Linked DNA regions of Bos taurus: region 1 is linked to region 2. A link is a contact called in public Hi-C data. All regions are on one chromosome and are shown on one strand. Each heading gives the region's core, a stretch centred on a gene start, on an enhancer-like site or on the middle of the called end of the contact. The rest is flanking DNA. Distances are from core to core; before and after follow the strand shown.

Evidence for each region. Hi-C and Micro-C count contacts between places; a contact is called where the count stands out from the background.
Region 1: a Hi-C map of liver shows a contact between it and region 2, with 2.0 times the contacts expected there. The contact joins the promoter of CDKN2D here to the promoter of CDC37 in region 2. A contact is called at or near these places in 5 of 11 Hi-C or Micro-C datasets (4-cell embryo, blood, liver and 2 more).

Annotation. Positions count from the first base shown.
Region 1 is chr7:15,070,014-15,076,513 of ARS-UCD2.0, forward strand. CDKN2D (cyclin dependent kinase inhibitor 2D) reads right to left here and starts at 3,840. Exons shown (of 3, transcript NM_001046050.1): 1 at 3,712-3,840; 2 at 3,279-3,434; 3 at 1,359-2,310. The coding sequence starts at 3,419. The coding sequence ends at 1,951. It overlaps KRI1 (KRI1 homolog), which reads right to left and starts at 905. Exons shown (of 19, transcript NM_001110072.1): 1 at 793-905; 2 at 603-676. The coding sequence starts at 886. It overlaps AP1M2 (adaptor related protein complex 1 subunit mu 2), which reads right to left. Exons shown (of 12, transcript NM_001034511.1): 11 at 6,168-6,243; 12 at 5,317-5,738. The coding sequence ends at 5,716.
Region 2 is chr7:14,932,725-14,939,423 of ARS-UCD2.0, forward strand. CDC37 (cell division cycle 37, HSP90 cochaperone) reads right to left here and starts at 5,427. Exons shown (of 8, transcript NM_001035338.2): 1 at 5,262-5,427. The coding sequence starts at 5,363.

The DNA.
Region 1 (6,500 bases), core at 2,590-5,089, 140 kb after region 2:
AGCAGAAAAAGGGGGTGGGGACAGATTTCAGAAGGGGGCTCTGATGGGGGCAGTAAGCAACAGGGGCAGGAGGGCTGAGAGGGTGTGGGAATTAGGGTGTAGGGAGGGGTACAGGTTAGAAGATGGCAGAATCCAGCTGGGTAGAGGCAGGTGGGGGGAGGGCTGGAGGGCTGGATCTGAGTGGAAGGGAGGGTCAAATGGGTGGGAGAGGGGACCCCGTGGGGGTGGACCACACATGAGTAGAGAATAGGAAGCAAAAAAAGGTAGCAGGCAAGGGGGTGGTGGTGCTTCCTGGAATCAATAAGGGATGGATGATACAGGGGCAGGTGGGCAGAGAAGGCATATGAAAAACAGAGAGGAAGGGCTGGATGGCTCAGTGAGTCTGGGAAGATCAGGGCTGGTGTGGGGAAAAGCTGGGTGCTCCACGGGGCAGAGGGATGCCCCATTTTGGGAACAGAGGCAGACAGGGAGAAATGGTTAGACTGTCAGGGATGAAGGCGCGATGGGGTTGGAGGTTAGCTGCCCCCTGTAAGTCCGGGCCAGGATGAGACAGGGCTCTTGGACATCTCCCGCAACTCCAAGACGGAGGCGAAGAAGCTCACCACGTGCTCGTCGCTGGAATCAGACTCGGAGCTGGAGTCGCTGCTGCTGTGCCGGTCCCCGTAGCGATCTTTCACTGTGGGACAAAGATGCGAGCCCCCCACCCAGGTGAGCCTGGGGGACCAGATCAAACCCCACCTGCGGACCGCCCGACACGCGCCGGCCCCCCACGCGCATGCGCCCCGCACTCACGCCGCTGCAGCTCCTCTCGCTCACGGTAGCGGCCGTACCTCGCCGCGAACGCCGCGTTCACCCGCAGGGGCGACGACCCGCGCGGCTCCGGCATGGCTGCTCTCCAACCTACTGCGCACGCGTCAGGAAAGCACGGCCTCCCTGGAGGTGGGGCTACGCACAGTTGACTTTAAATAGGGGCGGAGCCTCCTGGGCCGCACGTAACCTTGCCCCCAGCCCTTCCGGGATCCCTGGCCCTGAGACCGCTGTCCCCGCCCACAAGTCACGCCTCTGCGGGGAAGGCTGCAGCCACCGCCCATCCCACTCCCCCACCCTCTGGGCTCCAGGCACCCAGCTGACATCTGGGGGCCCTTTCTCCACTCGCGGTTTCCTGCCTCCCTTCCGTTCCGACAGCGTAAACCGCTGCCCCACCCAGCTCACTTACCCCTGGCGCCCTGGGAATTACCACTCTCTCCCCTCCTCCAAAGCATCCACGATCCTCGACCCCCAGGGCCCATCCCCACAAACATCCTGGATACGCGACTCTCCATCGCCCCCTCAAAAATGACAAGCCACCAGCGCTGTGGTCATGCACAAGTCTTAATTTAATGGGTAAAAACATTAAATTACACACACAACAATATTTTCCATAAAGCTTAATAAATAGACTTTTTTTTTTTTAAACGCTGTACAAGGGACTGGAAATGAAGCTTTCAACAAAATATGAATGAACTCATACTACCCTTTTATCGATTTGGAACACTCCCCCCTCCCCCATGCCGGAAAGCAGTGTGCACACTGGAGGTCTTCTCTCCGTAAGCCGGCCAAGGTCGACAGGTTCCAAGAGCCTTGGAAGAGATGACCTCACTCTCTCACTCTCGAGGGCTGGGGTTTTAAACGCTCTGCCCTTGGGACTCAGTCTGTAGGCGTGGAGGAAACTGAACCGTTTAGGTGGCTGTTTGCCTGTAGGAGCCCTTCTCTGCCCAACACACCGAAAGGGGTGAGAAAAAAAAAAACGAGAAATGCACGTCAAACACACACACCCCAGAAATCAACACCAACAAGCCACAAACCGGTGCCCCTCGGCAGCGGGCAGGAGGAGCAAAGGGAGAAAGTGTTTCTTCCCTCTTCTGACACAGAACTCAGCTGGGTCCTGCTGCTGGAGTGGGTGGCCCCAGGTCACAGGGGTGCCACCGTGTGCCGCTGCAGTATGTCCATGAGCTCTTGGGCCCCTCTCCCCCGTGCCAGCTCTAGGGGTGTGAGCCCCGTGGCGTCCCTGTGATGGAGATCAGATTCGGTAGCCAGGAAGCTGACCACAGAAGTGTGGCCCTCTCTCACTGCCAGGTGGATGGGGAGCGCCCCGGTGCCATCGGGTGCGTTGACATCGGCGCCGTGCTCCACCAGCACTTTTAGAGTGTCGAGGAATCCAGTGCGGGCTGCATCGTGGGCCGGAGTGGTGCCCGAGGCATCCTGGACGTTGGGGCTGGCGCCTTGCTTCAGGAGTTCCAGGGCAATGGTGGGACTGCCAAACATCATGACCTGGTGGGGGGATGGGGGTAGAGAAGGGTCAGGGAGTCTCCAAAGGAGGGGGTCTGGGGAAAAGGGTGACTGGAGACAGGGGTCATTCTGGAGTTGAGAATGCCAGATACAAGGTTCTCAAGAGAAGGAAAAACTCCGGGGAACATAAACTTCCAGGCAGCTGTTGAGACCCCAGAGAACAAGATCTTCTGGGAATAAGGACCTTCAAAAAACGGGTCACCTCCCGCTAGGGTATAGCCCCCGTGGAAATTTTCAAGGAACCTAAGACCCTCCCTCAAGGAACCAGAGACACTTCTCCCCACAGATGGGAAATCATCAGGAAATATGAACCCCACCAGGAAACAGACCTCAGAGAACAGTCCCCTCCAGGAAATGGAGATGGCCAGGGAATTTAAAACTCCTCCAAGGAATTTCCCCCTCCCATATAGTAGGGATGCTTTCTGATGAAATGGGGTTCCCCTTTTGTAAATGTCCCCAAGGGAACAGGGACTCCCATGTAATCTGTGACTATTCCCTTACTGGTAATCCCCCTCACCAAATATGCCAGTATGAAAACCCCGCGGGAATAGAGATTCTCCCCCACAGGAAACTGGATACCTTTCAGAGAACCCCCAGAAAATGGGTACACCTTGGAAATAGGAATCCTTCCTTCCTACGGTCGGATCGTTCATAGATGCTCCAAGACATTGGAGCCGCCTTCATGAAACTCGGATCCAAAGAAGGTGAACCCTCACACACGGAATAAGAACTTCTCCAGGGAAACCGAATCCTTCGCAATCAGAGAACAAGGAATCCTCCAAAGATGGAAAGCTCTCCCCTCCCCCAATCTAACCCCATCCACCACCCACCTAAGAAAGGGGACATCAGGGAGCCAAGTCAGCCCAGAGATGCAGGAACAGACCTCAGTCGGCTACCAACGGGAACAAGGTGAGAAGAGAGAAGGGGTCTGCGAGTCGGCCCGGGCTCACCTGCAGCGCTGTCTTGCCAAAGCGGTTCAGAACGTCTGGGTGCACCAGCTCGCTGTGCAGAAGGCGGCGCACCTCCTGCACGTCTCCTCGGGCCGCCGCCCCGCTCAGCCGGTCGCCGGCGTGGACCTCTTCCAGCAGCATGTCGATACTGGCGGCCTGCGAAGCCCCCCGCCCCACCCCGCGGCGGTCAGTGCGGGGGAGCCCACAGGCGCTGGCCCGAACAGCCCTCCCGCAGCGTCCCCGGCCTGCAACGAGGCTCCGGGTCGGACCCTCCCGTCCGGGTCTCGGGCGCGACCCCCGCCCTCCCGGCCGGCTCCTCCCCCTGTCAGACGGTGGGTAGAGAGGGGCTGAGAGCCCGGGCCCAACCCTCCACTAGCCCGTAGGGCCCTGCCCGGCGCCCGCCCCTTGGGGGCTGGGTCTCCCCCCAACTCACCCTCCCTCCTCCTCGACGGGCGGGGTCTGTTCTGAGCCGGCTTCTCCGCCGCTGCGGAGCAGGCCTCTAGGGGGCGGAGCCAGAGCTCTCGCGGCCCCGCCCCCAAACGCCGCGGATTTGTTTTCTTATGAACTTGCTACGTTGTAGCCCAGCCGCGTTGCCCAGCTCCCGACCCTGTAGTGCTCCGCCCTCCTGGCCAGCGCAGCCAATGGCCACGCGTTGCCAGGGAGGCTTTGCGCGCCGGAGTGGGCGGGCCCGCTTCTGATTGGACAAACTACGGCGACCGGTGAACCGCGAACAATGGCGGGGTTTTCGGTTTTTCAAAAGCGACGGGCGGGCGGGAAAGAGGGCCGGTTTAACTGACCCAGGGGAGAAAGGTCAGGCGCAGGGTAGCGCGGGCTGCTCCGGGACCTCGGCACTTCCGAGAGGAAGGGAGGTAGGGCTGGGGCCGCCCAGTTTGGAGTTATGCGGTGCGATAATATTTGTTAGTTCTTACTGTGCAGAGTGCTTTATTTCATTCATTCACTGTGTGCCAGAGCCGTTCCTGGCGCTGGGGGGCCTGCATTCGAGCTACTAATTTTAGTGTTAAGCACCGTGAGGAAAATAAAGCAAGGAAATGGGGTGAGTGAGAAAGGAATCACGTTTGGCTCAGACTGCGCCAGCCCTGGCACAGCAAATGCAGGGGCGTGGAAGAAAGTTCATTCTCCATCTGCCACGTGGGTGAGCCTGGGAGGCGAGAGTGGTGTCGGAGGCTCTTAACAGAGGCCTTCAACAGCGGGGCCTTCACACATTTACTGACCCGCTACCGTGTACTAGGCACCCCAGTGGAAAGCAAGCCGGGTGCCTCCTGGCTGCTGGATGCTTACCTTTTAGAGCTGGAGACGACAATAAGTATTTTCCGAGTGCTATACACTGTGGAGCTGACAAAACGAGATAAATAATAGTGTCTTGGGAAAAGAAGGCTTTGAAATAGAGAGGTCGGGCATGGCCACCCTAAGAAGGTGACATTTGATTTGAGACCTGAAGGTGAGGGAAGGAGCCATGTGTCTCTCTGGGAAAACATACCAGATGGAGGGGCTACAGATTCGAAGGCCCTGAGCTGTAAGCATGTCTAGTAAGTCCAGGAAGAGACGTATAGAGAGGGAGAGAAGGGTGAGGAGGTGAGGGCTGAACAGGCTTGTGGGCTGTGGTGAGAACTTTTACTTTTTAAAAAGAATGGGGAATTTCCCTGGAGGTCCAGTGGCTAAGACTCCGCGCATCCGCTGCAGGGAGTCCAGGTTCAATCCCTGGTGGGGGAACTATGGTCCCGCATGCTGCCCAGAACGACAAAAATCAACGGGTGAAACCCTGGGAAGCTTCTGTATTGAGGAGCCACGATCTGGTTTAGGAGTTAATAGGCGCCCTCTGGTGGCTATGATGCGAACTGGCTGTCATGGGAGAGGGAAGCCCAGAGCAGCCTGGGAGACCAAGGTGGGAGCAATTGCGAGGGCCTAGCTGAGAGATGACCAGGGCTGAGAAATGGATATATGTTGCCCACTCTTATCCCAGCACTCCAGGACACCCCTGGCATCCCCAGCGCCCAGCCAAGAAGTACATAACAGCAGCTAGATTCATCTTTTTAATGCCATCCTAAAACTCAGAAATGGGCCAGTGGGGCCTCTGGGTTCAGCAGCTGTGGAGGAGGGACTCCCCACACCTCCTAAGGCAGGTCACTGCAAGAAGGCACTCGTGAGGGGGACTTCAAGCCCCTCTTCTATTTCTTCATATAAAATTGGGGGAGGGGGAGGGGGAGGGGTGAGAGTCTGAGAGCTGGGGACTATCACTCCCAGCCTACCGGTAAAGGAAAAGGGTAGGAGCAAGTCGGGTGCTGGGAGTAACGAACTAATAATTCAAGGGCTGCCCTCTCACACACACACACACCCCATCTTCCCTCCTTCTCTAGTGGAGTCTGCAGCTGGGGCCTGGGGAGAAGACAGCCCAGGTTCAGGCTCCCACTTCTCCCTTCTAGCTGGTACGAAGTTGATAATCTGCAGGGAAACAATGAGCAGGGACCATCTCAGAATTGGGGGAAGGAGACAGGACAGCACCCCCACCCACAACCCATCCCCTTCCGCAGTGCTCATGATCAACCCCACAAGTATGTAACAGGGCTAAGGATGGGCTCAAACATGGCGACTGTAAACACAGCAACATGCCTGTCTCCAGGCAATAGATGGGGCTGCTGTGTGTTCAGTTGCTTATCCAAACCCCACCACCACTACCCTGGAACTGGCAACTGTCCCCATTTTAAAGACAGGCAAACCGAGGCTCGGGAGGGCACACTGACAAAGATAGGATAGACCTGGGGGCCACGCCTGTCGGTTTTGGAGCCCTCTGAGACAAGATGTTTCAAAGCCCCAAGGCCATCCCCATTCATGTCCTTGTCCCTGTCATCTCAGGGAGCCGGGCCGCCTTACCGCCACTCTGGGTGATATAGCGGACCCAGGGCAGGGCCTGGTAACCACTCTTCTCAATGATCTTCATGTATCGGACCTGGAAAGGGATGAAAGGAGGTGGCCCAGGATAGGGGGAAAGAGCAGGCTGGGGCCAGCGGAACATAACACAACTTCCGGGAATAAGAAAGCACAGCCTGGGAGGAATGAAGTAACGAGGCTCAGGGCAAAGATGTGACCAGGACAGGGTATGTGTGTGGGGGAGATCAGGTGGTCCAGGACAGAGGGAAAGATGGCACATTCTAAGAGAAGTGACACAATACAGTTTAGGCACAGGGCAAAGTTAGGGGGGAGGGG
Region 2 (6,699 bases), core at 4,177-6,676:
CTCAAGCACCCTACCCTGGCCACATGGCCCTCCAGCCACTGCTGTCTTGGTGTCTTACAGGCACCACCAGGTCTGTGCCCAAGACTGAACTCCCCACCTGAGCTCCCCCAAACCTATTTTTCTGCTGTATCCTCCCTCAGGGAAGACCCTCGCCCCTGCCTCCTGCCCCCAGCTGAGGCCTGCTGTGAGTCATTCCCTCCCTCTCTGCCACCAAATCACCACGAGTTTCCTTTCCAGTCGTTCCTCTAATGTGCTCCACCCCATGTGCTGCATCTGGATCCGCAGGGCCTGCACAGCTGTCTCCAGGCCAACATGCCTCTGAAGCCCAGTGTGGTACCCACCAAACTCCTGCATACCCCCATCCTAGACGCTGCTCCCCAGAACTCTTCTGCTGCACCCCAAGCTGAGTGGCGGCACGTCATCTCAGCTTCCTCATCCAGACCCCTCACTGGGTCACGGGGCTCTGTCACTGTCCACCCCTGCCCCAGTTCCCCATCACCTCCCCCAGCTCCCCGCAATGCCTGCTCAACCCAGAGCCATGGCCTGAACACTGATAGGTGCCACAGCTTTCCATCACCTGCCCCTGGTTCCCTGCACTGTCTGCTCAACCCAGAGCCACACACTGGACCCTGAGAGATGCCATCCCCATCCCCCCAATCCAGGCTCAGAAGCTGCCAGAGTCCTGGAAACGCATCCATCTGACCACAGCCCTCCCTGTTCAGAGGGGACCCCAAATTCCTGCCCCAAGCTGTCCAAATGGCACTAATGTTCCTTGAGGGGCTGGGTTTCAGACCAACGCCGGCCCTTGTGGCTCCCCGAATGGACCGGCTCTCTCCTGCCTCTTAGCCTCTGCACATGCTATTCCTCGCTGCTGGAACTCCCCTCGCTCCATCTGATTTGTCCGCAAGTCTCAGCTTCAACAAAGCCTTCCCCAAGTGCGAGACTCCTAGAGTCATTGAGCCCCAAAGGCCCCTCGGTGATCATCAGGTGACATGATGAGATGCTGGTGGAAAGCCTTGAGACCCCAGACCCAGGGTCATACCCCACGGCCACCACATAATGGCTGGGAGTCTCTGGGCCAATTCCCAAACCTCAGTTTCCTTATCTGTCAGAGGCGGACAACAGCACCAACCTCACGAGCTCGCACTGGAAGACACGAAAGAGGCTGTACAGGCCAGAGCCCTGCTGGACGCGCAGTCAGCCCAATTACCACACTTGCTGCTGTCATCACTGTCTGTCCAACAGGACAGTCTCCCTTTCTGGGGCTCAAACAAGAAAGTGTACTTCAATATCTAGCACATGCCTGGTAACTGGGAGCAGTTGCTACTGCATCAGAGCACCTAGCTCCACACCTACTGGCAATGTGACCTTAGCAAGGTCGCTTACACCTCCCCCTGCCTCGGTGTCCCCCTCTATGAAACGGGTGTGCTAAATTGCTTCAGTTGTGTCCGACTTCTTGTGACCCTATGGACTGCAGCCCGCCAGGCTCCTCCGAATTGCCATTTCCTTCTCCAGGGGATCTTCCCGAACCAGGGATCGAACCCACGACTCTGGTGTCTCCTGCACTGGCAGGCAGGTTCTTTACCACCAGCGCCACCTGGGAAGCCCTATGAAATGGGGCCTCACAGGGTTGTTGTGAGGATTAAACGAGTTACCTCAAGGAAACCGCTTGCAACATACTGTCCTCACCATCGTCATGGCCACGGTCACCAGAATAGTTGCTAACCTACTTCTGTGCTTTACCCGAGCTCATATCTCCAGGCTCCAGCACAAGGCCAGGCACATGTGGGTGAGAACCGGGAGACCCGAGCCCTTCTCTCACACCCCACTGGACTGACATGGCCAATCACGAGCCTCACTTTTCCCATTTGGTTAAGGGGTGGACAAGACCCTTAAGGCCTTGCAGCCGCTGCTGCCTCCCTTTCTTCACGATAGGCCCATGTCTTTCTGAAACCTTCCCCCGCCTTGAAAGGGGCTATTGGCATCACCGCTGGCCTCAGGGGACATCAGGAACCTACCACACCGCTGATATCTGCTGGGTGGCCATCAAAATCCCCCGGCATCCTCTGAGCAGTCGCCAGGGAGGCCAAAGCTAAATAAAGGCCTCCTGGAGCTGCTCTGCTAGGGGTGGCAGCCTGCCCAACCTGGGCTTTACACCTCCGGGAGAGGCTGTGTCAGGCTGGGCAGGGCAGAAACCTCAGTGGCGAGATGGGGCCACAGGTGTCCCTGTTTCCTGCCTTACACAGAAAGGGGGGACCCGAGGCTCACAGAACCTGGATGCCGCCCGGCTCACTGGAAGAAGCCAAGAGAAACCAGGATTGGCAGCTGTTTCTGGGCAAGGGAGCCAGGGAGCTAGAACTGGGAAGACTCACTTGTCCCCTTCTGGAGCCTTGGGATTATTTTTTATTTTTTACCATGAACATGAATTATCCAAGCAATGATGACGACAGGAGCTAAAGTTTCCACAAAGCTTATTACGTTCCAGTGCTGTCCCGCAAGCAGTACACACGTTAAATTCATAAGGCGGCTCTCACAGCAAGCCTGTTGGGTAGGCACTATTAAGACCGCCAGCTGGGGAAACTGAGGCACACAGCGATCAAAACTCACTTCGGGGGACTTCCCTGGTGGTCCAGTGGCTGAGACTCTGTGCTCTCAATGCAAGGGGCCCCAGTTCGATCTCCGGTCAGGGAACTATTAATAGATTCCACATGCTGCAACTAAAGACCCAGCACACTGTAACTAAGACCCTGTGTGGTCAAATTAATTAAAAAATAAAATAAAACACCTCACTGGATCACAGCAAGTCAGTGATATTCAGAAGGAGCAGGATATGAACCCAGTCGGGCAGGCCTGTGCTCACAAGGGTACCAGGCCACCTTTTGGCTAATCCCCTCTTCCACTCTTAGTATTGCTTACTCTTTCCTCCCAGGCCCTGAGCCAATTTCTTTCCAAATCTAATCTCATTTCATTTTCACGATAGTCTCATGGAGGCAGGGGGCTCGCTCCCCCAAAGCAGTGATGGTCCTGTGGCAGGGCTGGAGCTCAGGCTGCCGGTCACTGGCAGCGGAACCTCATGCTGGAGACACCAGGCTCCCTGCCTCCACTCATCTCCACGACAGCCCTGGGTCCTCAGCGGTTGGACAGGAAAAGGTTTTGCGCCAGGAGGGAGTCGGGCGTGGTGAGAGGACGCTGTATGGGAGCGGGCATGGCCTCCCAAACCAGCAGGACCAAACCTGGTGATAGAGATCAACTACGTGACCAGAATAGGTGTTCCCAAGAATAGGCTTTAGAGCTTTGCGGAGAGCTTCAATATTTCATCATAAAATGTCACATGTGGCAAGAGAGAAATGCTAGAACTTTCTTTTTCCACTCCAGTGGCTTGCCCACCAGGTACACTAGCCAGGTGAAAGGGTTAGGCACTCAATCGTATCCGACTCTTTCAACCCCATGGACTGTAGTCTGCCAGGCTTCTCTGTCCATGGGATTCTCCAGGCAAGAATACTGGAGTGGTCACTGTTCACTACTCCAGGGGATCTTCCCCACCCAGAGATTGAACCTGGGTCTCCTGCATTGCAGGCAGATTCTTTACCATCTGAGCCACCAGGGAAGCCCTAGCCAGGAGGCTGCTGCTTTAAGAAATGGGTTGGACCCAGAACCGGGACTAGATGAAGGCACGGTTACTGTGTCTCAGCAGGATGAGGAAGGGCGCTTCTAGGAGTTTCTGGATAAACAACTGCGAACTGATACATGGGAAGATAAAATGAGGCCTTCCTAACTGGAAGGTTCTAGGAGGTATATGCCATAAGCGTGAGAGCAGAGCAGCCCCTGGAATGTGGGTGTAAGAGCTCTGAGTTGGTGGAGCAAGAAGTTAGCATACAAGGTCTCAGGAGAGTCATTCTGTTGGCCTTTGAGCACAGCTGGGCGGGGGGCGGGGGGTGGGGGGGGTTTGCAGGCTGTCGAAAGAACATACAGACTTGGGATTCTGGGGGTCTGTATTTGGGGGAAAATAGATAAAAGAAGGGGCAGTGAATCTGGAATCAGGATGGGAGGGTTCCTTGTAACAGCAGGGTCATTGTGGGTATTTAAGAACACACCAAGTTTGGGTCAGAAGGGAGATGGGGTGGATTTGGGTCCTGGACTTGGGTTTGAATGAGGCATCCTGAAGCTGGCAAAGGTTCCCACTGAAGTCTGTCTCGGGGGTGGGCGGGGACTGGGTGTGAGGTACCAAGGAGGGGCAGGGGTTCTGGCTGGGCAGGAAGCCACGTGGGTAGGGTTTCCTGATGTAATGGGAAATTGGGTCTAACAGTACTGAAGGCTGAAGGAGAGCCTCCGGAATTGGAGGCTCCATCAGGGTGGAGGTGGTGGTTCATTCTGAACAGGACCCAGGTTTCAAAATTCCAGGCCTAGATGAGACTGAGGGCCCTGGGGGGAGGGGGTGCCAATCTTTGTTCTAGGGGAGGGGTCTTGGGTGTGGGTTGGAGTCCCAAGCCAGGAATAGAAATCTCAGGGGAAGACAGAATTGTTTCATTCAGAGGAGTAAGACTTCTGGATCTGAACCATAAGGATCCAGAAAAGCAGGTCGCAGAATAGACAAACTATCGGGAACTCTAGGGTTTTGGAGGGCTTCCAGACGGCGCCAGTGGTAAAGAACCTGTCTGCGAATGTAGGAGACATAAAAGACGCGGGTTCGATCCCTGGATTGAGAAGATCCCCTGGAGAAGGAAATGGCAACCGACTCCAGTATTCTTGCCTGGAGAATCCCACGGACAGAGAAGCCTGGCGGGTTACAGTCCATGGGGTCACAAAGAGTTGGACACGACTGAAGAGACTGAGCACAGGGGTAAGGAGGGGCCATGGAACAGCCAAGATCTTAACTGGGTACCCGACTAGGTTCAGGATCCAGATTCTGAGGTAGAAATCTGGGTGTAAGTGGAAGATCCCAAGCAGGATTGGGAGGCACGTCAAAAGCTTATCTTGGCAGTCTAAATTCTAAAAAGATGCCGTACAGGTCAACCTGGAGTTTCAAGAAGAAACTAGAAGGGGGGGGGGGGGCCCGCCGGCATCGCGGGTAAGGAACTCAGGGGTCCCGGCAATTCTATGGCCCCGGAATTGAATCGAGGAACCCTGGGCTATTCGGAAAGTCCAGGCTGTAGGGGGCAATCCCAGGTATTAATGGCTGGGCCCCCCCGGCAGTATCAGGGGTCAGAACTCTGAAGCGGAGTCCCGGGAGTGGGGGAAGGGGCTGGGCGCGCGCGCTCTACCTGGTGCCGCCAGCGGAAGAGGCTAGCGGTGTCGATGTTGGGGTGCGTCTCGTCTTCATCGTCAGACACCTCGATGTGGTCCCACACGCTGTAGTCCACCATCTTGCCTCGGGGCCCAGCCCTCCAGGGCTCTGGTAGCTGTAGCGGCGGCGGCGGCGGCAGCACTGAGACTCAGCCCGCGGAGCCCCGCCCCTTCCGCTTCCGCCCGGGAGCGCACGCCCCGCCCGCGCGTGACGTCACATCCTTAGTAACCTCAGCAGCGGCACTGGCGACCAAGTTCTTAAAGAGCCCTGCGCACGTGTTTCGGCTCTCGGGAGTCCGTTGAGACCTCATCCCATCGGGCTTCCGGCCTCCACTAGGCCCCTCCTGGGGACTTACTGGTGGGTTCGCCAACCTCGAGCCCCCCTCATCTCCCGCTACTCCACGGTGGGCGTTTACGGCAGCCCTGGGAAAGGGGGCAGTTGGCAAGACTGAGAAAGAGGATTGTCCTCTTAGCCACGCCACAGTGACGTCAGCCTGAGCCCACTGCTGGGGCTCGGCCTCGGCGAAAGACCTCGCTCCCGTCTTTTGTGAAGAGGGACTTTGTGCTGGAGATGGTGCCTGATGGGAAAGGACCTTCCCAGTCCAAGGGGTACAAGGCCCTGCTCTGGGAGGGTCTAAGTGAAGGAAGGTTGTGGCCCTGCCCTCGAGGAGCCTAGATGGGGGCGATGTGGCCCTGCCTTGAGAACTGGTGTTTCCCTGGCTCGGACCACAGCTTCCCCTCTCGCCTCCCCCATCTTCTGACACTCCTTAGCCGGGATTGGCGCATACACGCCCCCTCTGGAATCACCCGACCGCACTTAACGGGCCTCGGGAGCCTATCCACGGCGGTTCCCCATGCCTCCGCTGGGTGTCGCTAGTGTCTAACTAGCGGCCAGTGCTGGTGCCCCGCGCCAGGTGGGGGAGGGGTGGAAGAGCTTGGAAGTGCGCACGCAGGGGGTCTTTCTCCGTCGAGGTACTCTGGGACTCCTCGCAGTCCCTCCCTCTTTCGTCTGGGATCCCCTTCCTCGTCCCGGACTCTAAGAACTCCATTACATTGAGCTTGGGCGACCGCAGCCACACATTTTCATATATCCCTACCCCCGCTTTGATACTGGGATAAAAGGCTGCGTTGCAGCCTAGGGCCAGGATTATCTCAGATTAAAGGGCGCAGGGCGGAGGACAGGGAGAATGGAAGGAGATTCAGCCACTTGAGTGAAGGGCGCCTATTCCAGATTCCCCCCAACCAAGCAGGCCTTTGTGGGGGCGCTGGAGAGAAAGGAGTAAAGGTCTTTAAATGGGTGGGGTGTGGGGGATTCCCCGGCCCCGGGAAGGGGTGGGGCCATCCAGACAAAAGCGCCCGCCCGCTGCCGCCCCTCCCCCTCACGGTCCATTCAAACCCGCGAGTAGGCGGGCGAGG